Linked DNA regions of Anas platyrhynchos: region 1 is linked to region 2. Evidence: chromatin contacts called from public Hi-C data. All regions are on one chromosome and are shown on one strand. Each heading gives the region's core, a stretch centred on a gene start, on an enhancer-like site or on the middle of the called end of the contact. The rest is flanking DNA. Distances are from core to core; before and after follow the strand shown.

Region 1 (6,758 bases), core at 2,522-5,021, 85 kb before region 2:
AGTTATTCTCACTGACTATGTTAATTATTCAGTACTGGGTTTAAATAACTTTGCTATTCCTACCTTAAAATATTGAGATACAAAGGTTTTAAGTCAGGCAAAAATATAATTAAATTTGATAACTATAGTGAATTAATGGAATGAGAACCAGAAGAGTAAAAATATTTTTTTTCTTATTGAAAATACTGAAAAATTTGAACTGAAAATGAGGGTTTTATTGTTTTTATGCCTTGTGGAACAAAAAAATACCTTAAATTTCATTTCCAAAATGAGTTTTTTTGTGTTAAATGGATTGAAATATTGATGCAGTGAGTTCTGCTTATCACTGTAGATGTTACTCCTGTGTGGTTGGAAGAAAAAAAAATCTTATTCCTCATTTGTTATAGATACAGATGTAAGACTGCAAAAGTCCATGAAAATATGTAACATTCTCTGAGATAATTTTAAATGCTCTTATTCAGAGTATGATGCTTCAGTATCATCTAAAATGCAGATGTCAGGTTTTTAAATGGTGATAGTGCACTTTGGATAATCTATACGCTTATGGAACTCGAGAAATAATTGGTCTAAATTCTCTAATGTGAGGGAATTAAGAAGGTCTGATCTGGCATGTGCGTGGCTAGCTGAAACTTCCTGAAATGGGACATGGCACTCTAGTGCTTGCTCCTGCCTTTAAATTTGTGGTCCTAAGAACAACTGTTCTACAGCAGACCAAAAACCTTCATGGATTTAGAGGAAAGGAGCAGAAGTAGCAGAGCAAAAGTAGTGTTATATTTTCTCGAATATGCTCTCCTTGTTTGTGGAAAACAGCAATCTGTGAGTTGCAACTCTGTACTTCTGATTACTCTTGTTTCTTGTCTCTTGTGCCCTTTTGAGTTCTATTATCCCGTTATTGATAAGTGGTTACCAAACTGCACTCGAGTTTAAAGTTCAGAATCTCTGACATCGAAGAGAATCCTTCATTGGTATGAACTCCTGTGGCTGTCACCTGAGCTGGTGCTCCATAGGCAAATACCCTCATGGCTTAAACTTGAGCAGGGGACCATTGCAGACTGGTCTCAGAGTTACTGAGCTGTAATTAGCCCCACGATACTTCTCTTAGTGTCATGCTTCACAGGGCGCAACTCGGACTTGGGCACTGACCTTAAGATCAGTTAACAAAAATTATGCTTCCATTAATGTGAGTTTGTGTGTGTGTGTCAACTTGTCTGTACTCCTAAAGGAAGTACAGGAAGCCTCAGCTTTCCTATGCCACCTCTCCGGATGAGGTTTAGCAGCCCCAGAAGTGAATATAGCATTTTACCCAATTCACTGTTTAGACAAATCCCCTGATTCTGTGTTCATTGTGTCTGCTTTCTTTGAGGTTAACTTGACTGTGGCATTGCTGGCATTTTATTTCACTGAAGTGAGAACAAAACAACCAACTTTTGTGGCTGATCTGTGAAAAGCCATTATCATTAGGCCATCTGGAAAAAAAAACATTTTTTAGGTCTTGAGCAGCAGTTAAGAGCTAGTTTTTGAAGAGTAGACTTCTTGCAATTGCCACATGATAGTGACAGTGTATTATAAAAAAAAAAAAAAAAAAAAAAAAAAGTGCTGAAACAAGTAGGATTTTATACCATCATTTATATTCTAGGTTTATTCATACAATCATTTAAGCCTTTTCCTACTTTGCAATTTCTTTGTGCCAGTAAAGGTTTATATAGCTTTGGAGACACTGCTATCTGGAATGCTAACTCTGACTGGATTACCACAAAAAAACACAACAGCAGCATAGGCTCCATAAACATAGTATGAAGCTGAATAAATGGCATGTGCAATTTATATATTTTATATATATATATATATATATATTTGTGACATTAAAATACAAAAGAAAAAATAGAATTAGAACACTTACTTGTGGGCTGGTATTACTGTACTTCAGATATTAATAGTTGTTGCTATAGTCCCTAAGATTTATTTCTAATATAAACATCCTAGGGGAAAATGGATAGCCCAGATGAAATCATTCATATTTTGAATGAGAGCTTCTTACGGTTGTTTGTGAAGTAATTACACTTGAATTTATTGGGATAATTGCCAGTTGTGCATGTGTGTCTGTCTGTCTTTTAATTATTTCTCATCTTTTCTGTTTCCTACTGCCTAAGAAGTTCTATGTACTTTGTGAGATGTGAGTCCATGACAATATGGTATGAACTCAGAAAAACTTCTATAAGTTATTTTCAGAGAATACTTATTGATTATGCTTCTTTGTCAATATTCAGAAAATTCAGGCAAAAATAACTAATTTATTTTTCTGTCTTTTTAAAATCAAAATTAAAAAAGGAGAAAACATACTTTATTTAAAATTGCTTGGGAGAGATTCCTCTTCAGTACTTCCACAAACTGTACAATAAATCAGATGCATTATTAATGTGAGAGCTAGAAAATTGTATGTTGATGGGGAAAAAACTTAGAAAAAGACACTAAAGAATCCTGAACAACATAACAGATTTATGGGCTCTTCCTGTCAAATCAGCTGGAAGAACAAAGTGAAGTTCATTTACAGAGGACAAAAATTAACAAAGGATGATTTGAACTGAAGGTCATATCTGGAGCTTTGCAAACATTGCAGAATAATATATAATGGACTATACTGTAAGGGTATTTGTCCACACTGAGATCCACACCGAGAATTAAATGCTAGATTTACTTTTACTGCAGGCAGTAGGAGTGCACAGCAAACAGCAGACAGGAGCTTCTGCTTCCTGCCGAGCTCTTGGTGTATCCACTGCCTGTCAAGCTGGGGATGCAGCCTTACTAGCCAGTGCTTTCTGTACTGTGTGGAAGAGACATTCAGTGGCCACTGATGGAGGCAAGGGCGTTTGAATGTATCTCAGACCTGGTTTATTCAGATGACCTGCTGAAAGAAACACACTTCGAAAACAGTCCTGGCTAGAAACAAGTTGATGCTGAATACTTTATTCAACTGCATCTGTACCTGAATCCTAAGCTTTCACTATGGATTTCTGTTTGTCTGCAGGCAGGTTATAGTCTAATGGTGCTGTTTTCCTCCACATTCATTTTTTGTTTGTTTCTAAATCATGTGTTTTAACACACATGGCGTGCTTTTAATATTGCTTTTCCATATGCTGCTCTAAATGCATACATTCCACATATGCTGCATCTGAGGAATCTTTTTCTTTCCAAGGAAAGTGTTATTCAGTGGAATTTATCTGTACTTCAAGAAGTCTCATGCAGGACAGATGGAAACCCCTGGAAATAGATATACTTCTAAATGGTTTTGGTTATGAGTCAGGATTAAGGATGTGAAGGAGCTTGGTTTATGAAGATGCAAATGAGAAGGGACATGATCCACAAGGTAATATTTCCATTTAGATGAGATCCAGAATAAAGACGAGAAATTCTCAACTGTAATATTATTTGGTTAGAACACTGTTTTATTATCCACTGTTCTCATCCAGTTTTGTAGTATGAAAGTCAATATTTGTTTAAATACTAAAAGACTGCCAGATTGAAACAGCTTTTAAGTAATGTGTACCTTGTGGCTCCAGGTAAAGCTTATCAAGAAGTCCCATGTGAATGCAATGACTGTTTTTTAAGCTGTGAGACACTTGCAAATTTTTACGTTTGTTGAATTTTTGTGGTCCATTTCTATTTACACTTTGTTCTTTCCTAATCTCAAAACTATGTAGGCTTCAGTGTAGATCAAGAATATCTTGTACCAGAGATATCAGTATGTCATTATTTCTTCACTGAGAACAGCCAGGGCTTAGGGGTAAACCTCAGTATTGGAATTCAGTTTTATAATTCCTCATCAGTAGATGGGATATCTGTAGATACCATTCACATATTATGCAGACTACTCAAAAGATTTTAAAGGTTGTATTGAATGGATTTGGGTGTAAGTTCTGTTATCTATTAGTGTTTTATAGTTTTCATTGGAGCTTGAAGTACTCACTTCATAGAATAAGATGGTTTAGACGCTTACTTTAGAGTTATTACTGTTGAATAGGTTATATTGAAGCCATATTAGTAGGCTACAAATCCTTATTTTTTTGCTGTTGAAGGTGTGATAAGTAGTATTTAAAGTTTTGTGTTTGCATGGGGATAAGATATACTTGGACTGGGAAAACAGACTTGGATAAGAAGCTTTTCTTCCTGATATTGTAGTGAAGCTTGAAAGCATATGATTCATTACAATTATACACACTGTTCAAATTCCGTATAAGTAAAGAAATGACATAAGTATACAAAACCCATTACTTTCTGACTGCAACTCACCAGAGTTTTTGGAAAACGATCAAGTGGTTATTTTGTTCTAAGATTGAGTTCAGTCTGTGTGATATTGGTAGCACAACAAAGTAAAACAGAGTAGAACTGCAGTAAAAACACACTTCTTTTTCCTGTGTAGCCAACAATGAAGAAAGTTGTTAATTATCAGCTATAGATTTGCTTCTTATTTTTCAAAGCTTATACTACCTGGTAGCTTTGATTATATTTTGCGCTTTACATACATTGCGTCAATAGGGAGACAATAAACCAATTTTAATATGTCTCACTCTGCTATTTTTCAGTGAAACTGTCATCATGGGCCTTTTTTGTTACACTTCACAGCCTGCAATATTTTTTTCCTTTAGTTTAGCATGTTTTCTTCTCCATATAAATTGTAGTCTGGGTATTAGCATTTGTGGCATTTATTTTAATGACTGCATACGGTATGTCTTTGGGTAGACTATACAGCATATAATGCAAACTAAGCAGATACTGTACCTGAGATATGTATGAGTAAGGCAGTTAAGAGCTGAGTGGAGTTGGGAAGGGCAGTGAGTTATCCCATTCTGTAGGCAGAGGTGGCCAGATAACAGTGTGAACATGGAGTAATGAGAATTTATTATGCTAGAGTTCAGGACTTGTTTGGACGAGCATTAATAAAATAGTGTAAATTAAATGGCTAATACTTTAACACTAAAGTGTAACTCACTGCAAATTTATCACCTTTTGTATGAGATCTTTACCTACAGGTAACAATTAAGAATCTTAGAGAAAGTTCAGACTGTAATGTGACCTGGGTTAAAGCACCCTAGCATCACTACTTAGAGCAAAATTAATCTCACTTAGGTTTAGGTATTTACAGAGCAGACACCAATACCTGAGCCAGTTCTCTAAACAGTCAGTTGAGAGAATAAGAAGGAAGGAGCCATGGCCTAGGAGTGCCTATAGCAGGTGTCTAAATCGTGTCATTCTTTTTCCGTCAACTGTTCTCCCACAACTACTCTGTATGTCTAATTAACTGAGATTGGATATCTCATGCTAAAATAATCAAGACTTAAATGAGATGAATTCTACACTTCATATCTGAATTAGAAAGATTAGATCTATTCTTCAGTGACCAGAGAAGTTGGAGCTATATAGCAAACCAGTGTGGTTATTGCTAGTGATTAATGCTATGGGATTACAAGGACCTTGTTGTTTGCCACACCTGCTGCTCAGCCTGCATCAGCTAAATGTCTTGGTAATAGAGTACAGCTGGGATTCAAAAGGGCAATATTTACATGGCCAGTGGTATGGGAGGAGGGAGCAAATTTCATTGTATTTGCTAAGGGAGGAAGGGGAATTTTAGTATTACATTGTATTGTATCTTTTTAATGATTACTGGAAACTCCCTTTTTGCTACTACCAACCTGTCACAGCAGTCAGTGAAGTTTAAATTCCCCTCATCTTTTGAATAGCCAAAGGTAGTTGCCTTACTACTAAATTCTAGCTACTGTTAACACTTAATGTAAAACCCTTGAGAGAATTTGTGCTTCTGTATCTGAAAGCTTGTGAAGAGATTGGTGAGGTTAGAAAAAAATACTGTTGTCCAGAAACAGATGCGTATGGCAGCAGAGTGGTAACATGAAATTCAGAAGAACCTAGTAACATATGAATGGAGTGCACTGTGAGATGAAGTACTCTTACACTAGCCCACTCATACAAATTGCTCTGGTGTGTTGGTTTAATGGGTTTAAATACCTAGAGGACAGACAGCAAAGGCCTTGGCTTGATGCTTCAACAATTTCAGTGCAGGCTTAACTAAAGCTTAAGTTCTTCTGAGCCTGTAATGTACAGTATGAACATGTTCCATGTAGTTGATGATTTTACAGCTCTATTTTGGTACCTAATTATTGATTTTTGAGACTAATTTTAAGCACATGGGTCTAAAAATGCATACCGTAGTGATTAAAGTAAAATTTTTCCAAACTTCCTCAAACTACCTCTTGCAAATCAGAGAATCATCTAGGTTGGAAGAGACCTCCAAGATCACCTAGTCCACCTCTGACCTAACAATAATAAACTTATTGGCCATGATTCAGTAAACTACTTAAATAAAAATTTGGGAAAAGTTGCATACTTAAAGCTAATGAATGGTTTAGGGTTATTTGTATACTTAATCACTTGCTTGAACACTTCGAACCGGAGCTCCAGCTCTTAAATTTGTGTATTCTTATGATGACACTTATGAAGTGGGCAGGAACCTTGCAGCTAAAAGCATTGCAGCTGATATTAAATAGAGCACCTTTTATGTATTTTACATGTAAGAACTGAATTGTATTATTAACAGAAACAATGACATATACTGAATTAGAGATCGGTATCATGTCATTCTTATTTCACACAGGTTACACTGCTGCTAAATTTAGAAGAACTAGAACTACTGGAAAAAAAAGGAAATATCAGAAAGCAAAATCTACCTTTAATATGTTTTAAATATC
Region 2 (6,745 bases), core at 2,974-5,473:
AGAAGTGAAAACGGTGGGGGACTGAGGGGCCGACAATTTAGATGGGCTCCAACCACCTCCTACGATACATGGGAGTCAGTATCATCGTTTTGGTCAGCTATGGGTCTGCGCATCCCCATCAGCCTTTTAAATGGAGCTTGATCAGATGGAAGGATCAATTCGTCATCCAGCAAACAATGACAGCAGGTGCTCCCAGTTTCTGCATCACATTATGTGACCTTGTGTCAGTGCAGCCATGCTTTAACCGATCAGGATTTTATTTCTGCCCAAGTTCTAACACAGGAAAGGGGTACTGTAATTACCCGAACATGTATTATTGTGCATACTGGGGGTGTGAAACCATTGCTATGGACTGGACACTCGGGGCTGGTCGGAATAAATTCTTACAAGTGGGATATGGGCCGCAAGGTTGTAACCAACAAGCAGGTCCCCGTTACAGGTGGTGAGGGCATGGTATAGGGTATACAGGAACCTTCCATGGAAATAAAGAAATTTGCAAGGTTCTATATATAAATATAACAAACTTGGATGATACTAGCTGGGTACTAGGAAAAATGTGAGGTGTCAGATTTTACAAACACAGAACAGATAGGGGAGGACTCATACTAATAAAAAGGAGGATGCCGATAGGCCCCAGGCAGTAGGACCAAATGAGGTATTGTCAGAAAATGTCCAGGGAATCCAGCCTGCGGAAAATACTACACTTCCAACCCTCGGCAGCCCTACGAGCTCAGGTAAAGCCGAGAATGGTAACATAGCTGAGAATAACATATGGGGGGGTCATGAATGCCAGCTACCAATAATTAAACAAAACAACCCCAAATGTAACAAAACACTGTTGATTATGCTTTAGTATAAGGCCTTCATATTATGATGCTATCGGGAATCCTGGGGAGCCTTCCCGCACAAACGAGAACAGCCCTCTACATTACAGTTGGGAAAAGACATAAGGGTAACACTAACAGAAGTCACTGGAGGTGGTAGGTGTGTGGGCACAGTTCCTAGTGGGAAGTGTCACCTATGCAATATCACGGAGAATGGAAAACAATCAGCTGAGTGGTTAATCCCAGCCAACAACGCTAGGTGGGTTTGTTCGTGAGTGGGCGTAACTCCTTGTCTATCACTAAAACTCTTTAATGCGTCTTGTGATTTTTGTATACAGGTGATAATTATACCAAGGATTCTATACCACCCTGAGGATTGTATGTATACCCAGCACACAGTGGCAAGGCATCATCTGGAAAGATGGGAACCATTCACGGCTCTAACTTTGGCCACCCTAATAATCCTGGGAGGAGCTGGAGTGGGGACCAGGGTAGCCTCATTGGTTAAACAAAATCAAGAATTTGCTTCTTACACATTGCTGTGGACGAGGACCTGACCCAAATTGAACAATCCATCTCGGCCCTGGAAAATCTATCAGGTTGCTTTCAGAGGTAGTGTTACAAAATCATAGGGGATTAGATTTGGTATTTTTTTACAACAGGACGGGCTGTGTGCAGCCCCAAAAGAGGAATGCTGTGTGTATGCTGATCACACCGGAGAGGTAAGAGATACAATGGCAAGACCCAGGGAAGGGTTGGAAAAAAAAAAAAAAAAAAAAAAAAAAAAAAGGAAATGGGAGAATGAAGCCCGACAGAGCTGGTATGAATCTTGGTTTAATTGTTCACCTTGGCCTACTACTTTATTATCAACAATAACAGGACCTTTGTTGTTCTTAATAATAGCACTAACTTTTGGACCATGTATTTTTAATAAATTGATTGCGATTGTAAAGGGACATTTAGAAGCGGCACATTTAATGCTCATACATGCCAGATACGAGCCAATAAGTACCAACGAAGGAATCGAGGAAACATTAGTTCTTAGTAGCCAGGCATTGCAGAGCTTCAATGAACAAAATGAGTAACTAAAAGAAAAAGGAGGGATTGTAATACACAATAAATGTTTGTTCATTGTCTTTTGTAAAAACAAGGAGTTCTGTTTGAGAAACAGGAGTTGTGAAAACTCCCTGCTGAAGTAAGGAGCTGTATAATGCTTGGCTAGACACTATGAAAATTCTTTTGCTTAATGTAACAAAAAAGAGACCCCCCCCCTTCTCTCCTTCTGCATCTCAGTTGCCTCTTTTGTTTAAAGGCACTGCTGCAAACCTCATGTAACCATCTCCTGATAAGTTGCTAAACTAATGTATCAACATCCTGCCTTCCCATCTCACGCTGGTCCAACATGACCAAATAAAAAAAAGAAGTTGAACCACAGTGCCAAGGAAGACTATGGCCTTCATCTTCACGACCACCAGAGGGACAGAGACGACCCCCTAGCAACAGCGCGCCCAGTCGCAGAATATACCAGGATGCGCTGCGTAATCCCGGAATTACCAAGGTATAAAAAGGGACCCTGGGGGGGGTGAGGTGCTCGCCGTTGGTGGAGCCGAGACTCCCTGGCCGCCCAGCGCTGTTTTGCTTGCTGTTGCTTACTCAATAAATTCCTTTCTATTATTAATGCAATGCTCTCTGAAAATTAATTAAGGGGGCAACTTATAACACACTAGTTAACCATTTTATTTTGGTGTAAGAACAGCTGGAATTGATTTGTTTAAAATTTAACATTCAGAGCTGTTCTACGCTCTCATTATGGGATGTGGTGTTGGTGTCATCTGAGGTTGTTATCTTAGTTAGTGTACCAATTTTGTTGGCTTGTTTCTTGCTACTAGAATAACCAAGTACTTAAAATTTCAGACGCTTGTTCCTGATGGTTTTTGATGTTGCCTACTTTCACCACGCTTGTTCCTGATGGTTTTTGATGTTGCCTACTTTCACCTCTTGAAGGCTACACTCATGGACTTCTTTTTCTGTGAGCAACTGATAAAGGGCCAGTCAGTATTGTTTTTAGGGTCATTTTGCAATTCAGTTTTCTGAAGGATGGCTGACAAGTGATATTTTCATTCATATGGGAATGAAAGATTGCTGCAGCGGTCTTAGAGTAATCTTGCCTTTAACTGAAGCAAAAATACAGGGAGAGACAGGAAACTACATCTGTAACCTAACCACTTCTCTATATTTCAAATCATGAATGTTTTGTGCACTTGTGAGGTATACCTAGTGACCATTTACAAATTCTACCTGGCATCTGTGCATATTACACAGTGACCCTTCTGGCATTTGGGTTAAGAAGGCACATCAGTGACTGGTTTGCATAACCTCTGTAATTTCCTCATTTTAAGGCTCTGATCTAGTCAGGAATTTACTCACGTGCCTATCTTTGGCTGTTTTGCTTAACATCAACTAAGGTTTTTATTTTTTTGTGGTTGTTGTTATAGTTCTTTTCTTTTTATATGGCTAAGAAAAAAAATCAAATACCTCTTTGAAAATCCACATACAAGTATGCAGGGAATTTGGCAAAACCATAATTTCACCAAATCCTATGTTGTTGTTCAGTGAAATGTTGCTTGAATAGTGTCTTACAGGAAAAAAAAAACCAACGAATTCTAGGCAATGTGTGTTCTGGCTTGCCAAACTGCTTTAAAAATATGTCTCTTTTATTATCTGCACTATAACACATTCAGTAGTGTGTATTACTAATAGAATAAATGAAAAATGTGTTTCTTTAACACTGTCATCTCTCTCTCTCTGACATGTATCTTGAGATGATTTGCAAATGCTCAGTTGTGTGAGTGGCTTATAGAGGAGGGAAATCAGTTAGCCTCTAATGTTATGCTGACGCATGGCCAGTTGCTTGAACCCATTAATGAGCTAATCTCTGATACTCTAGTAAATAGTATTCTTGCTCCTGCATGCTGCACACTGCATTTCAGGTAAAATCAACATGAAAAAAAAAAAGAGAATTTAAACGGATTATGGCACTTACCATGCATTTTTCTCATATGTTCTTTGAGAGAAATTAAAATTATGAAAGTTTGCTACTCAAAACAAAACCCTTCTGTGTCTTTTTTCTTCATACAAAACAAGGTTATTAAAACCTGTGATTTGCTTTTAGCTGGCCACTGAAGCTAAATAGCATTTTCTATATAGAGAGCAATATCTAAAAACAATATACCAGAACACTTGTATTAAGCACAAGGTAATTTTTCTTTATTTCCCTTTCTATCATCGCTGATTATGAAAATACTTCTGTGTAAGTACAGATTCTCTCTCCCTTATAATCAGCTACCTCCTGCCCGATTCCTTAATTAGTGACATAATTCAGTGTTCTGGACATCACAATCACTTCCAGGGTAGTGAAATATGATCAGAGCTGCCTGGAATGTGTGTAACAACCCCCCGCAAGTGAAGGTCGTGCCTCTGTTGTTGTTGTTGTTTTTTTTTTTTTTTTTTTTTTTTAAATACACAGAAAAAAAAAAAATGCCCTCCATCTAGATGATTTTCATTGTAGATTAAAGAAAGAACAACTGAAAACCCCTAGGAAGAAGGAGCGAGTATAAAACTTCCTAGAAACAGAAAACATCCTGGTAACCCTCCATCTTAAGCTGCCTCAGAAGTCTGTACCTTACACACCAGCTGCTAGGGCTTCCCACCAAAGAATGCAGTAGAGAGGCAGAGAATCAGATAAACCTGTGCCACGCCTGTGTCAGTTTCATTAGGAATCTGAGTCAGGCCAGGACTGAGAAGTTTGTATGTTATCAGCAGTTTTGTCTATTCTTTTGAGGTTTTTGGCTCAGCTATTTGAATGTCAAGGGCTGAAGACAGGGAGTAGTTGGTGCTTTATTCCACAGATTCTGAAAAGCAACAACTAGAAGTCCAGGGGGAGGAAAAACAGCAGGGAGGGAAAAAAAAAAAAGCCCCATATCATCCAGTGCTTTCATGGAGCTTATCTAAGTTTTGTATGCTTTCCAGAGTGTGTTTCTTTCTAGGCTGCAGAGATGTTTCCAGCAGAGTAGAAGCTTTCCAAAAAAAGAAGCTCCCCCCAAAAATTCTCAGATCTCTTGCTCTCCTACTTGCAGTCAATTGCATAGCGTTGTTCCCATGCTCTTATCCAGTATGTAAATGAATACACTTTTTCATTGAAAACAATTGTTTCAATAATTCATACCAGTGCTCCTGAGATTTTGCATTAGGAGTGCCAAGGGACTTTGCATATTGATTTAACTTCTTTTCCCCAAGGCATTCAAAAAATACAGCCCAACAATTTAAAGTGCCTTTGGTCCTTGACTACGGTAACTCTTTTCACTTGCATCCTGTATCGATGGGTTTGTTCTAATGACAGTTCACAAGTGTAGCTGAAATGATATAGATTTTACTCCAATTTTACTTCAACCATCGTTCCCTAATTTTAATGCTTACTGCCAATGAGGTTATAGAGATGAATGATATTTAAGACCTCTCAAATAACTGCAGCCAGTCTGAAGAGAAGTATTGTCAGCTAGTTTATAAAAGTTTTAAGCAAGCCCGATAAATTCCTTAGAAAATAGCTAACACTCATCAAAGTGCTCTGCATTTTTTTCCTTTCTCAGATTTACTGTATTGTCTTTTCTATCTGAATATCATGTTTTAACATAACTGGGGAGTACAGAGAAATTACTTTAAAGAGAACAAAAAGCTTACAAAATTTCTCTTTACTTTATTGAAACATTAGAAACTGCATTTTGCCATGACTATGATGGGGTGGGGAATATGTTTTCAACAGGGAGAGAAAGAAAAAAGTTCTCTTAGGGCAAATGGATTCTCTCCCTGGTGGAAAATGATTTCCAAGATCAGCAGTATTTTACAAGGTTCCTGGATTTATTTATTTTTTTTGGTCCTCTTCAAGTCTCTAAACAAGTTTAGTTAAGCACTGATTGTGTCAATATGTAATTTGGATATAGTTGTAATTTTTGATTCTCGTTTCTCTTGCTTTCCTTGATGAGAAGTAGCTAGGGAATGCTTCTTATAAAATCATATGCCAAAAGTAGTACAGGCACAATGGAAATATTAATGAACATGATTGTTTTGACACATAAGAATTAGAGCATGTTTAAATATTATACATACTGTATGAACTGCTGGCATAAAATTAGAAACATGAGATTTTTATTTATTTATTTTTGTTTCTAGCAAATGTTCACCTTTAATTCTTATCAGACATACTGAGTTAGTTTACTTAGGTCAGCTTCAGAGGCCCTTAATGTCTCTTCATTTCAGGTTAAGGCTGCCACAAAGGCTATAAATAAGGGTGTCTTGAACTCCAAAGCTTCGTGATCTCTGAATTAAAAAAAAAAAAAAAAGTTAATCCACCCTAATTTGCACTACATGCTATGTGCACATTGGTAAAATGAAACTTACAGTTGCTTTTGGGCAATGTTCAAATTTTACATTTGGTGTATTAATAAACTACTTTTGATCTTTTTTTTTTTTTTTAATGCAAATAACAGTAAAAATACAATGTATTTATCTGATATCTAAAATAAAAGGCAAAATTTACAGGGTTATAAAACATTGGGTTAGAAAAATTTAAAGAGCCTTGAGCCAGGGCTATTTTCACATGTTTGTATGAGAATGTGTGGGATTTATAGGATGTTTTATACTAAGAGCTTTTTAAAGTATTTGTTTCGTAATACTGTCTGCTGTGTTTTCACCATGTCTTAGAAACTGTCCTTGTTCTAAATGGCTAGATATGATCCCAAGTTAGTAATGGCCAAATGTGTCCTTCTAGAAAGTAAAATATTCAGCTATGATTGGAACACTCAGTGGGCTAATGAGTATATATTTTTGCATTTGGGCTTCAAGATGGAATTCTGTTTCTTAGCTTT

What was found. A called contact is a pair of places that touch in the nucleus more often than the background predicts.
Region 1: a Hi-C map of small yellow follicle shows a contact between it and region 2, with 4 times the contacts expected there. The contact joins two enhancer-like sites. A contact is called at or near these places in 2 of 8 Hi-C or Micro-C datasets (F1 follicle and small yellow follicle).

Annotation. Positions count from the first base shown.
Region 1 is chr12:21,221,649-21,228,406 of IASCAAS_PekinDuck_T2T, reverse strand. No RefSeq gene overlaps it. Among named protein-coding and RNA genes, the nearest start is that of ZNF507, 50 kb to the left of the region's middle. Within about 2 kb of position 3,771, at least 2 of the 8 cell types and tissues checked have an H3K27ac peak or open chromatin away from gene starts, as enhancers often do. A contact at or near this core is called in small yellow follicle, where this site is marked.
Region 2 is chr12:21,137,184-21,143,928 of IASCAAS_PekinDuck_T2T, reverse strand. No RefSeq gene overlaps it. Among named protein-coding and RNA genes, the nearest start is that of ZNF507, 130 kb to the left of the region's middle. Within about 2 kb of position 4,223, at least 3 of the 8 cell types and tissues checked have an H3K27ac peak or open chromatin away from gene starts, as enhancers often do. A contact at or near this core is called in small yellow follicle, where this site is marked.